2 separate regions of the Zea mays genome follow, and region 1 is linked to region 2. Evidence: chromatin contacts called from public Hi-C data. All regions are on one chromosome and are shown on one strand. Each heading gives the region's core, a stretch centred on a gene start, on an enhancer-like site or on the middle of the called end of the contact. The rest is flanking DNA. Distances are from core to core; before and after follow the strand shown.

What was found. Hi-C and Micro-C count contacts between places; a contact is called where the count stands out from the background.
Region 1: a contact with region 2 is called in a Hi-C map of endosperm, with 3 times the contacts expected there. The contact joins the promoter of LOC100278269 here to the promoter of LOC100273464 in region 2. A contact is called at or near these places in 3 of 25 Hi-C or Micro-C datasets (ear, endosperm and tassel).

The regions. Positions count from the first base shown.
Region 1 is chr5:134,413,235-134,419,845 of Zm-B73-REFERENCE-NAM-5.0, forward strand. It overlaps LOC100278269, which reads right to left and starts at 2,130. Exons shown (of 5, transcript NM_001365089.1): 1 at 2,014-2,130; 2 at 1,804-1,910; 3 at 238-272. The coding sequence starts at 2,016. LOC111589343 (a long non-coding RNA gene) reads left to right here and starts at 2,249. Exons shown (of 2, transcript XR_002748352.2): 1 at 2,249-2,348; 2 at 2,624-2,878.
Region 2 is chr5:134,246,281-134,253,133 of Zm-B73-REFERENCE-NAM-5.0, forward strand. LOC100273464 (lysine ketoglutarate reductase trans-splicing protein) reads left to right here and starts at 4,451. Exons shown (of 14, transcript NM_001156498.2): 1 at 4,451-4,755; 2 at 5,114-5,229; 3 at 5,374-5,479; 4 at 5,569-5,712; 5 at 6,131-6,235; 6 at 6,335-6,418; 7 at 6,583-6,698; 8 at 6,801-6,853. The coding sequence starts at 5,198.

The sequences.
Region 1 (6,611 bases), core at 880-3,379, 160 kb after region 2:
CCTGAAACTTATATGTTTGCAAGTCCAGATCAACTTATAACAACATCCAATTTGGAGCTGAAACCTGGAGGGCTAATGCAACAGTGTAACAGTGTAGTCCTTAGAAAACATACTGAAAGGCACACGGAGGGCTAATGCATCAGTTGCAAAATGCACATGCTAATGAAGCACTGGATACAACTGTATGTAAATGAAATGATAAATGATAAGATATTGAGCAAAATAGGTAGAGGTTACCTATCCTAGCAGCCTTCCAAAAGAAACCACGGAACCTGCAAATTGAGGTAAGATGATGAGCTAAATGTATGTCTTATAGAGTACAAAGTATAATTTAAGCTCAAACCGTGAAGTTTTGAATGTGGGAAACTATGTTTGAAAACTAAAGACACACACAGTAGGTGGATGTTAATGTTTAATCTAAGTATCACATTAGAAGGTCAGTGATGAACTCCCCACATGACTACATAAAATAATTAGCATATTTCCTCATTGCAATTGCCTTTGCTAGTTTGTTTTAACTTGTTTCCTACACCTGGCCACAATAAGGTTGCCCCTTAATTCTGAAATGGCGGGCACCTTAGAAGTTAGAAGAGCAGCATCACAAACTAAGTAGAAATGGATTAGGCAATCAGGAACAAGATCCATTTACCCCCATGCAAATTATAAGATCTCGAATTCTCAATGCAAAAGCCATTTCAGTGACATTATTTAATTAGGTAAATTACGGCATAATACAATTATAATGCTTTCAAGAATTGCTAAGAATCTAGTACCTAAACTGTAATGAAGTGTCATGTGGGTGTGCCTCTTGCTTTAGTTAGAACAGACAACAGAGACTATCTAAGTTTCTGCTGATGTGTTTGCAATCAAGCGTATGTATAGTTGATTGGCAACAAAGTTTTTTTCTAGCTTTGCCTGCAAGATTACAACTGAGTCATAGATCAATTATCAATGATTACACAGTACAACTTGATAGAGATTCATGGTAATTTCATAGTGGCAAAATTAATCATTTAAAAATCTGGATTTAGGGACAGTCTCCTAACACACAATGACTTGATTTTTGTCTTCCTTCCCAAAAGCTGTCTACTTAAAGATCACTGTTTCTGAGATTTTAGGGTCTACCATAAATAATGTAGTGCTCCAATCCTCTTTAATTCACTCACGCACAAAGCAACTGGCCTGTTTTCTTAAAGATAAATACTCTTTTTATGAGCAATTCTGATATAAACGAATTGCTAATAAATACTAGCAGTACCAAAAGTAGGGTTTGCTCTTATTATGAGATCTGGAAAAGGATATCAATCGGAAGGAAAAATTGTTTATTGTTTGGCAAATTCTAACATATTACGGACATCTAGAGTATAGACAAGGACAGTTGCTATGGAAATTTTTGAGCGATTCTGATATTTGCCAGTACCAGAAAAGAGGTTCGCAAAATTGCTTCAAACCCATATTTCATAGACTTGGATGGACCAATAATTCATAAATGCAGTGGCAATTATAAACAGGAGACAACGTTCTGAATGACAAAATACCAATTATTTCGAAATTTTTAGAACTTCAACTAATAGGAGTAGGACTGTAGGATCCGAAAAGCCAAATAGGCGAAACACACAGCGTCGCTAAACTAGAGAACAAACTGAAAAAAAAAGGGCATTAGCCGCGCATCACACAGGTGACAGGTTGCACATTATTATTCCCACATCCCGACATCAGGCCATACCCTTAGACAGTACACCGCAATAATATTCGCTGAGGCTTCTATATAAAATAAAAAAAAAGTCGAGTATGAAGGCGCACCCTGTCCGGCGGATGAGGAGGGAGGGGAAGTGCATCTTGAGGTACGTGCAAGTGCAGATCAGCAGCAGCACCACCGTCACAAACGAGTGGAAGTTGAAGAGCGCAGACTGTATCAGCCGAGAACGACGGCATCGGGCAAAAACAAAAGTGAGATCAGGACCGAGAAATCCAAGCACGAGTAGGGCTCAGATCGAGCCGTGGTGGAGTTACCATGAAGCACGAGGAGGAGGCCGCGGACGCGGAGGAGGACGGAGGCCGAGAAGGGAGGCGGGAAAGAGGGCGGCGACCGAACGGGGGGACGGACGACGCGGTTGCGGCGGATCGGCGGAGGCACGGAAAGGACGGAAGCCGAGCGCCGATTTGCGGATTGTTTTCTCCTCTTGCGTGCGTGTTATTTTTTCCAGTTGGTGATCTAGTGCTAGATCGAAGATCGAACGGTCTGAATGTTAGCAACCCAGCGTCGTCTGCTTCAACGTCGTGTCCTGAACTGGTGATGACGAGCACGAGCCCAGAAGGAGTAGCAGAGTGGTGAGGCCCAACACGAGGTATCCAAGTGCTAAATTGGTGTATTTCTTTCAATATTGTTATATTGAGATCTTCTTAAAGATCTAAATACCCCCAAAAAAACAACATATTCAACTCCAACGGCACCTTATTTTGTCCCAAAACTAGTCAAATGCTACGTTCTGTTGGATCAGGGATTCATTTGATCGTTCCATTGATTTTTCACCGGAAACTCGACTAGCTAGCTAGCTAGCACAGATCGAGACGATGGTTCTCTGTCACTGACGATGGTTTAACGTATTTGTTTGCTGGGAAGAACTTGTTTGGAGCCGGAAAAGAGACGACCTCGAGCACAGTCAAATGGGCGATGTCGCTGCTGCTGAACAATCCAGGGACACTCGAGAAGGCACAGTCGAATGAGCGATGTCGAATGCCACCGACGAGGCGAAGGCGGCGGTGGCCGAGTCGTCCGAGTTGCTGGCGGCCATCTGCGCGGGTCTTGCTGCACTGCGCGCGGTGAGATGGTGCTTGGCAACTCGACGAATATTTACGCCAAGAAGTTGTGGCTTTGGGACGCTGGAATAAATTAGGAGCATACATTGGAAACTGTTGGACATGGGTTTTTTTCTTTTTTTTCTCTCCTAAAATGACGTTTTAGGAATACTGTTTGGAGGCCGTTGGAGATGCTGTGAATGGTTCGGTCTAATGGTTGGATAGGTATAGCCCATGAGTATGTTATAGCTATATAAATAGAATACACACCTTGTCTGTAATAAGTGATCCGGCATTTAAGAGTTGGAGACGGAGTTGTTGTCGGTCATCTCTTGTCGCCCAAGTTAGATCGTAACATTTGATATTTGGAGCTGGAAAATCTTTAAAGTCCGCTTAAGCGCCACGCACAAGAAAATCTCTTGTCGCCCAAATAATAGAAAGCAGAAAAGCATCATCATTAAAGCAATGGGATTCATATTACTGCCACGCACAAGAAAATCTATGTACAAAACATACTCTTAATTGTTGATTTCAAGTCCGCTTAAGGCGAGGCCATATTATCCGTTCATGGAGACATGGGCAGTTGACCCAATATTGTTCGGCCTTGTTCAAGCAATACCTTGATTCAACCCAATAAAATACCAATAGTAAAATAAATCTTTATCCCACGCTCTATTGTTTCTAGCTGATTAGGACTGTCTCCGCTTAGCTCCACGAGCCTTCGTCGTCGGCACAATCGCCAACTCCGTGTGTGGTGTGCCTCAACGGCCCAGTCAAATCCACACGTCTCCATCCAGGCTTAGCTTCGCACTTCGTCGTGTGCCCTCGTTTCACCCATCACCTAGCTCCACCTGTCCAGCGCGACTCTATCCGGCCTAGCTCTGCGATTCACCCCTTGACCCCTATTCCGCTAATCGTGCAGCACTGGTTCCTATTGTATTGCAACCCCTGTCACCATTCGCTCATCCCTATTCTTAGAACGACGAGGAGCTCAAAGCAAATCAACACAGCAGCATCCGCCTAGATCCACGCAACAAGATGACCAATGATTAGTTAAATGATTTGATGATGCGCTATATCAAAAGAGAAATCTTAAAAGGACTTGATGTTCAGAAAATTAAAAAGACATCTCAAAGTAAGAAAAATATATAAATGCAGTTGTCTAGGTTTTCTAGAACTAGACTAAACTATAGGTATATTCTTATATCGTTTTTACTTCAACTAGGTCAGTGCCCGTGCGTTGCAATGGAAACATATAACATCACGATAACTTATAAATAAATGAGTGTTATACTGTTATGAGATGGAGGATGACATCTTTGAGCTGTCTGAGATGACGTCGAAGCAAAACTTGGGTTGCGGTCGAGCGCGTCCGTTTGCGAGGCACGCGAGGTGGAGGGCGGTGGGTGGGGGTCTCGGTGAGAGGACAATCTCCAGTGGACGGTGATGGAGTGGTGGTGCGCGGTCGAGAAGGTGTATGTGGGAGCCAGCGGAGGGACAACGCAACGGGCGATAGAGCAACGTCGGGGTCTGTGTCCGGTGGAGCTTCGCGCTACGACGGTGGGAGGGAGGAGAGGCAGGCCGCCGAGGACGGTCTCGCCTGTGGATTCGCGCGAGTGAGACTGGGAGAGGAAGAGGTTGTCTCGGTCGGAGGCATCAACATCGTGCCTTGATAGCAGCGGAGGCGGGAGTGGAGGGGGGGCATCGCGGGAGGCAGGAGCGGGAGCATGGCCTCTTCCCTATAGTTGTACGCCCTTCCACATATAATAGTAGTAGGGACTACTAGATTATCATTTTTTAAATCAAAGGGATGGGCACCTGATATATTGATTTGATCACATGTTCCAGTTATTATAGTTTAGTATGTCATTTGTATAGTTCACATGATTAGCAAATTGAACAAAACTATCATTAGGACTGAAAATAGTCAGTAACGTTATCTTTTACACAAGATGATTTCTGGTCGGTCAGAAACTTACCATATTTTCAATTTAGCTATTCAGTGACAGGCCAATATGGTACTAACATAAATTATAAAATTATAGTTTTAAATACAGTAATGATCAAAAGTAATGATCAAAAACAGACAAATAAAATCACTTTTATGGAAACGATTCCTAGTAAACGGGTTTATCACAATGGCTAATGGCCAACTTAAAATTAGAAAGTGGAATAGATAACACATAAGCTTTTTAATTAAAAAACACATAAAAGAGCCACTAAATAAACTTGCAGGTACAAATGTAAAGAAAGGGGCCATAGCACACTAAAAAAGGTATTAGAAAAATACTAAACTATTTGGGAACATATCTGGTGCAAACCAACTGTTGGGGACTTGTTCTCAAATGATATGAGTTAAGAACAAGGCAACACAAAATATTAAATGTTAATATCCTTCGTCCTTCGAAGCATTATTTTCCTTAGGATATAACGATCTTTGGACGAAGGTTATGAAGGATATACCTTCATAAATATGACATGTATAAACAAAGGATGAAGCTTATAAAACACAGGAAAACAACATAAATAATGATATATATAAACATTTATTATTGAACAATCATGAATACATGAAAACAAAATTACATTTGTACCTTGAGTGCGACAGAAGGCAAGGGCAAAAGTAAGATGCGAAAAAACGTGAACAGTACAGGGGTACTGTTCATCTATTTATAGGCACAGGACGCAGTCTGTGAGAAATTACATTCATGCCCTTTACAAATGGTTACAATCATAACACAGGTAGTTATGGGCCGATTGGTCATTTCATCTTTAAGTCGGTGCATCTGGAGATACGCTACGAAGCTCCCTGATTGGTAGCTTCGGCATTGTGCTTTTGGCCTTCCGAAGGTGTTTCTTCTCACAGGACCTTCGGCCACGAAGCATACCCCCAACAGTAGCCCCTTCACGGTGCCAGATCGTTTTTCGTAACGAGCTCGACCCGTGAAATATTCTTTTAGGCTTCGGAATGCCGAAGGTCCGAAAAACACCTTCCCTGAGCTCGTTGTCGAGAAATAATTTAAATATTCCTAGCGTGAGGTGGTCCCACCATAGAACGGGTACGCACGATCTGGTGATTCTCCTTCTCGTGGCCTGCGGTCCACTGTTCAGTGAACGCAAGCGACTGTTCGGCGGGTGTAGGTAGCTTGATGATTCACCTACCCACCTGCGGCACTATATAAACAAACGGGCAGGTGTGAAGTTACCACAGCATTCATTACTATCGTACTGTTGTGCTGTTGAAAAATTTGATCATAGCCGAAGCTTATTCTTTGTATTCTCAGTTAAATCATCGTCTTGTTTTTAGCTTCGTCAAAAGAGAGAGCTTCGGCAAAATCAAAAAGTAATCAACTTCATCAAAACCGCAAGAGATTCAGCATCAAATGGCCAGGGTGCGCTCAACTGCTAGAGTCACACGCGATGGGGAAGAGGCCGAAGCTGCCGAGACCGCCCCGATTTCTGAAGTGATGAGACAATCAGGCTTGGTTGTGCCAGAGGGTGTTGTTTACGAAGGTGCACCTACTACCGAAACCGAGCAGGCTGATATTGAAGAAGGTGAGGCTGATGAAGAAGAGATAGATTACTCTGTCATGCCATCTAAACCCAGCCACGTGGAATTTGGAAAATCTACTGTCTCTGAGGCCGATATGTCCATGATGACAAAGCTTGGCTACTTTGGGGAAGCTGAGAAGAAGCTAGTTCGTTTCAGTGGGGACGAAACTATTCCGAAGCCAGAAGATGATGAGGTGATAGTTTACAGAAGTTTTTTCAAAGCAGGATTAAGGTTTCCTCTGCATGGAATTATTGCGGAT
Region 2 (6,853 bases), core at 3,201-5,700:
GGCTTACACCTTTTCCTAATTGATTTTGGTGGTTGAATTGCCCAACACAAATAATTGGACTAACTAGTTTGCTCTAGATTATGAGTTCCACAGGTGCCAAAGTTTCACAACAAACCAATAAAAAGACCGAAAAAGGATTCAAATGTAGAGAGCAAAAGTCAGCCGAAGTGTGCCCTGGTCTGGCACACCGGACTGTCCGGTGCACCAGGGACTTCAACTCCGAACTGCTCACCTTCGGGAATTCTGGAGGCCGCTCCGCTATAATTCACCGGACTGTCCGGTGTAGCACCGGACAGTGTCCGGTGGGGCACCGGGCTGTCCGGTGTGCCAGCGGAGCAACAGCTACTTTGCGCCAACGGTCGTCTGCAGAAGGCATTAAATGCGCTACAGTGCGCGCCAGAGCCAGAGCAGTGCTAGATGGCGCACCAGACATTGAACAGTGGCTGTCCGGTGCACCACCGGACTGTCCGGTGGCCTAGAAGACAGAAGCTCCAACGGTCGGAATCCAACGGCCAGGTGACGTGGCAGACGCACCGGACAGTGTCCGATGGCGCACCGGACTGTCCGGTGCGCCATGCGACAGCAGCCTTCACCAAACGGCTAGTTTGGTGGTTGGGGCTATAAATACCCCCAACCACCCACCATTCATTGCATCCAAGTTTTCCAACTTCCCACATCTTACAAGAGCTATAGCATTCAATACAAGACAAACCAAAGAGATCAAATCCTCTCCCAAGTCCATAGTTTATTCCAAATCAAATAGTGACTAGAGAGAGAGTGACTTGTGTTCATTTGAGCTCTTGCGCTTGGATTGCTTCTTTTTCTCATTCTTTCTTGTGATAAACTCAATTGTAACCGAGGCAAGAGACACAAATTGTGTGGTGGTCCTTGCGGGGACTTAATCTCCCGTTTGATTGAGAAGAGAAGCTCACTCGGTCTAAGTGACCGTTTGAGAGAGGGAAAGGGTTGAAAGAGACCCGGTCTTTGTGACCACCTCAACGGGGAGTAGGTTTGCAAGAACTGAAACTTGGCAAAACAAATCATCGTGTCTCACTCTTTATTTGCTTGTGATTTGTTTTTGCCCTCTCTCTTGGACTCGTTCATATTTCTAACACTAACCCAGCTTGTAGTTGTGCTTAAGTTTATAAATTTCAGATTCGCCCTATTCACCCCCCCTCTAGGCGACTTTCACTTACCTTATGCAAACTAGTTCAATTCTGCACTTATATATTTGCTTTGGTTTGTGTTGGCATCAATCACCAAAAAGGGGGAGATTGAAAGGGAAATAGGGTTTAACCTTTTCCTATAAATAATTTTGGTGGTTGAATGCCCAACACAAATAATTTGACTAACTAGTTTGCTCTAGATTATATATTCCACAGGTGCATAAAGGTTAAACACAAACCAATAAAAGATCAAAGTTAGGGTTCAAAAGCAAATGAGCAAAGGAACCGATGGGTGCCCTGGTCACCGGACAGTCCGGTGCACCAGGACCGTACAACTCCGAACTCGCCACCTTCGGGTTTCTCAGGCCGCGCTACGCTATAATTCATCGGACTGTCCGGTGCACCAGTGGAGCAACAGCTACCAGCGCAACGGTCGACTGCAATTAACACCTGCGAACGCTACAGTGCGCGGACAGTGCGCGCAAAAGTCAGAGCAGCCGTCAGAGGCGCACCAGACAGTGAACAGTACCTGTCCGGTGCCACTAGAAGACAAAGCTCCAACGGTCAACTACACCAGAACCCTAACGGTTGGGTGACGTGGCTGGCGCACCGAACAGCATCCGGTGCGCCCATCGACAGCAACCCCTCCCCAACGGTTGTTTGGTGGTTGGGGGCTATAAATACCCCCAACCACCTCCACTCCAACCATACAAGCATTCATCACTCCTCATTCAATACAAGAGCAATAGACTTCACTCCAAGACACAAATCAAGCGATCGATCTACTCAAAGTCATGAATTCAACTCTAGCGCATTTGGGCTTAAGAGAGGATCACTTGTGTTTCTTGTTGCTCTTGTTTGCTTGGTTGTCGTTCTTTTCTTTTCCTTATTACTCTCAAGTGCTTTGTAAGCAAGGCAAAAGACACCAATTGTGTGGTGGTCCTTGCGGGGTCTAAGTGACACGTGAGAAGTGAAGAAGAAAGCTCACTCGGTCTAAGTGAGCATTTGAGAGAGGGAAAGGGTTGAAAGAGACCCGGACTTTGTGACCACCTCAACGGGGACTAGGTTCTTTAGAACCAAACCTCGTTAAAACAAATCACCGTGTTCATCCACTTTATTTCTTGGTTGATTTGTTTTTTCCTCTCTCCTAGACTTAATATTCATTCTAACGCAAACCCCGGCTTGTAGTGTGTGCTTAAGTTTATAAATTTCAGTTTTCACCTATCCACCCCCTCTAGGCGACTTTCACCCGCGGTGGAGAAGGACTGAGCGATGGGTCCCATGCGCAGCGAGTGGCGCGGCCGATCCGACTAAGCCCGCATGTCAGTGAGTGGTAGTGCGCGAGGTGTGGCTCTGTCAATTGGGCCAGTCGAAGGTAAACGTGACATGGGCCGAGGACTAGGAATAGGGCCCATGCGTAGTTTTCTCTTTTTATTTTCTTTTCTTTTCTCCTTTCTTCTTTATTTTGAATTCCAAATTCAACACCTAAATTTAAATTCAACTTTGTGACATGTGTGTACTCAGACTAAATGTTCCACTTGATTATACCAAATTATGAAGAAGTTATTTATTTATAATTTTATCTGGTATTGTATGATACCTCTTCCTTTCCTCTTTTCCTATTTTCCAAATTCTCCTAAATTTCAATTTGGGGTTTATTTCAAATCTTCATTGTATTTTATTAATATCATTGTTATTATTTTCAAATGCACAATCAAATAAACTCCAACATGATGCACTTGTTATTTATATGTTCTTGGCTAATTTCATACTTAGATAAGATTGTTCACATGTGATGGTAAATAGAGATGGCACATATAAGGAAAATAATGTCTCCTTTAATATTTGTATTACAAATTGGGTATTAAAGAAGCCCCTGACGATTGGGTCCCATGTGTAGGTGACATAGGCGTGTGTGCGTGCGATCGACCGGCGAACCCCACTTGTAAGCGACGTCCAGTGTATGTGCGCGAGACCCGAACTGAGGAGTGGGCCCGTTGCGTCAGTCATAAGAGTGGGCTGCCACGCGCCAATGGGCCGCGGTGTTAAGGGCTACCGTTGTATGCTAGGTCGGGAAGAGGGATTCGGCCCACGGGTCGGCTTTACCTTTTTTCTTTTCTGTTTTCACTTTCCTAATTTCAAATCAAGTTTGAATTCAAATTTCGAATTACCTATAAATATAGTTCAAACTTCAAGCCAATTTAGATGCACAAATTAAAATCTCGGCATGGATGCAAAGTTTCTTTTACTTATTTATTACTTACTTTAATAAATGTCTCTAAATATAATATTGATGAAAGGAGTATTCACTCAAATAAATAGTCGAAAGTAAAGCGTAGATCCTGTCTGAATGAAAGAGATTTCGTAAGTAATTCAGTAAGTAAGGCAGATCCTTAATGCTGAAGAAGAGTTGGGATGCGATATGATAGCACTCCTATATTTTGAGAAGCTGCCCTCGAATTCCTTCGTTGAAAGAACGAAATTAGTATCGGAACTCCTACTTCTAACTGAAATTGGTAGCTGCAAAGTAAAGTTAAATAGCGAAAGGATAAGACAAGGGAAGGAGTCTCATTATTGCTATATTTTGACAAGCTAAATCCTCCTATTATTTATTTTTCTGAGATTAAAAATTATGTTTAAAATTTAAAAAGTCCAATCTAGATTTGAGTCATCGAAGTTTAATGCTATCCTTATTTATTTTTAAGATCATAACTCCAAAGTAGAAAAACATGTATTAAGGACAATTTAACCTATGTTTATTGAACAAAAATTTCTTGAATCCCAAAGATTTGGGGTTTTACATCTAGAGAAGCATGCTCATCAGTTTCGCCCGGGCACTTGCTGGGATGATGAGATTGAGGAGAAGCATCCTATACGTGTCGTGGATTCGTGTGGTTGGCCACGAGTTGATTATACAAAAATATAAGTTTTTTTAATGGGGTTGACACACGACGACCGTTGAACCTATTGGTTTACCGAGTAAAGAAATTATATAATTTTGTTACTAAAATCGGACGCGAAAAAACTTTCTTTTATTTGATCGTATAAATTATTGATCCGTGGAATGCATTTGGAAAAAATCGATAGCGCAGCACACCGGGGAAACAGGAGAGGATGCCACAATGTTAGAGCATTTTGACAAGGGTAGAACCGTAGAGCTCAGATAGGGCGTGGTGGTGATTTGTGAATGATTGCTTGCCATGTGTGGGACAACCAGATCCTGTGCTGCGCCCAGCTCAACAATCCCAAATTCCATTACTGCCCACCTGCATCGTCCTCTCTGTAGGCTGCGGTGTTTGCATCGTCCAAAACTCCAAATACATACATACAACATGCTAGCCTAGTCCTCTTCTAGTCGCCTCTACCCAGTTACTTGCATCGCCCCGTCAAGCACGCCGCCGGCACGCGGCCCTCGGTCTCCCCGCCGCGCCCTCTGCCTCCGCCCGAACAAAGCCGTCTCGCCGTCGCGTTGCCTTCCTTACCGTCCACCGCGGGCAGCCGTCCTAGTACTCGGTTGGTCCTCCCCTGCTGCCCTTCTACGGTGGAGGAGCGGAGATCCTGCCGTTTTCCGGCTGATTTCTTCTAATTGGTATGCCCGGGTTGATTTCACCGTGTCGTGATTTGTCCGGACGGTGCAAGTCCAAATCTTTCCTCGCCACTGCATAAAAATTTAAATTTTTGCTGCGAGATTCCGTCCCGGTCGTCTCAATCTCAAAGTCTATACGCGTCTCTTGTTAGACTAGTCGCAAGTTGGTCATGGCTTCGAGATCGACTTCTTAGTCTTCTCAAGTCTATACGCGTCTATTGACAGAAATAACAAAAAAGTTTCCCCCCCCTTTTCAGCATCGTACCCTGCTTAATAATTGCTCTGTTCGGCAAAATACCTTGCTTGGCAAGAAGATCTGATTTGTTCTTTCTCTCTCCCTCTTTTGGCTCAACAACTGCAGCGGGGCAAGTTCCGTGGATAGTCAATACTGCTTGTGCTGTTGAGCTAATATTAAGTTCCTGCTGGGAGAACTTCTGCAGTTCCTATGGCAAAGCCTCTCAATGGCAGTGGCCGTAGGTATGTTCACTACCACATCCACAAACTTCATAAGCAGTTCTTGTTCAGTCTGTAGATTTAACTGCTAGTGTACCTAATGTTGGGCAATTTTATGTCCTCGGTGCCACTCATCGTAATTTTACTGCCAATTTTTGTTATTAACAGCATGCCAAGATCGAATGAGGGAATGCGGCTCATATTTTCGGCAGTTGTAGGTGTCATGCTGGGTTACCTGTTTGGGATCTCCTTCCCTACAGTCAACATAACCAAGGTAAATTGACACACTTGCCTCTCTTGTTTTTGTGTCTCATATACTTGCTTTAGAGAAGGGGGAAAACACTACTCTAATGTGGCTTGCAGCTTCACTTCCCTTCGAGTATCATCTCTTATATCGAAGATAGGAACTCTGGCATCACAACCCAGACATTGTTGAACCATGCTTGGGCATCTGCAAACAATCATAAAAAGAATAGTTCTGAATCTAACACTGATGAAATTCCCGAGGTACTTCAACACACTACTGCCTTCTTGTGTTGCCATATTAGCTGTATACTTATATGTCTGTATTGGCCTAAATTAGGTATCGTATTTGTTATTTTTTGTGGTCCATTCCTAATTGTTTATTTTTATACATATGTTACTGCTGTGTCTCATGACAATGTTAATGTTAAGCTTACCAAGTATGTCAAGGGCTCAAGGCTGTAAATCTAGGGTCTCTTTTCAATGTCGATAGGTAGATCAACTATTACCTAATTACCTTCAAGGGAACTGTGGTAGTTGGTGGCTCAGTTTTGTACTGTAAACAATACTAGCCATCTATATTTGACCTTTATTACTGCATATAACTTATTTATCTTAGCAATAGATAGTTTATGCTCTTTCCCCCCTTTTTCTCAAAATGATCACACAATTATGTGTGCAGATTTATGTTCCTACAAACCCAAAAGGTGCTGAGAGACTTCCACCAGGCATTGTAGTGTCTGAAACAGATCTTTATCCCCGAAGACTATGGGGTGATCCTAGTGAGGTTCGTGGTTGTTAGCCATTTTCTTCAAAACTGCCTTGAATTTCTTTTTTAACATATTTTATATACACTCTATGTTCTTAAACATATGCCATTCATCAGGACCTTACTAGCGAGCCGAGGTATCTTGTTACTTTTACTGTTGGTATTGGGCAAAAGGCAAATATTGATGCAGCGGTCAGAAAGGTAACTGACAGACTGGCACCTTACCTACTTAAGCTCAGTGTATCAAACTTCTGAACTCTGGGACTGATGTACAGTAGATCCACATCGTGATTAAACTTGTAGTCACTTTATTTGAAATGAGCATGTAGTCCTTTCTTCCAATTTCACGTAAGTTTCTTTTATAGTTTTCAGACAAATTCACCATTATGTTGTTCCATTATGATGGTCGGACTACAGAGTGGGATGAATTTGAGTGGTCTAAAAGAGCAATCCATGTGAGTGCCAGGAAGCAGACAAAATGGTATGGTAGTATTGCTGTAATTATACAATGTCTTTTTATTGCCCTTGTCAATATAATGTTTTGACTTCAATTTTATTGATGTGATTCTTGTGTTTATACAAGGTGGTATGCAAAACGATTTTTGCATCCCGATGTTGTTGCCAGATATGATTACA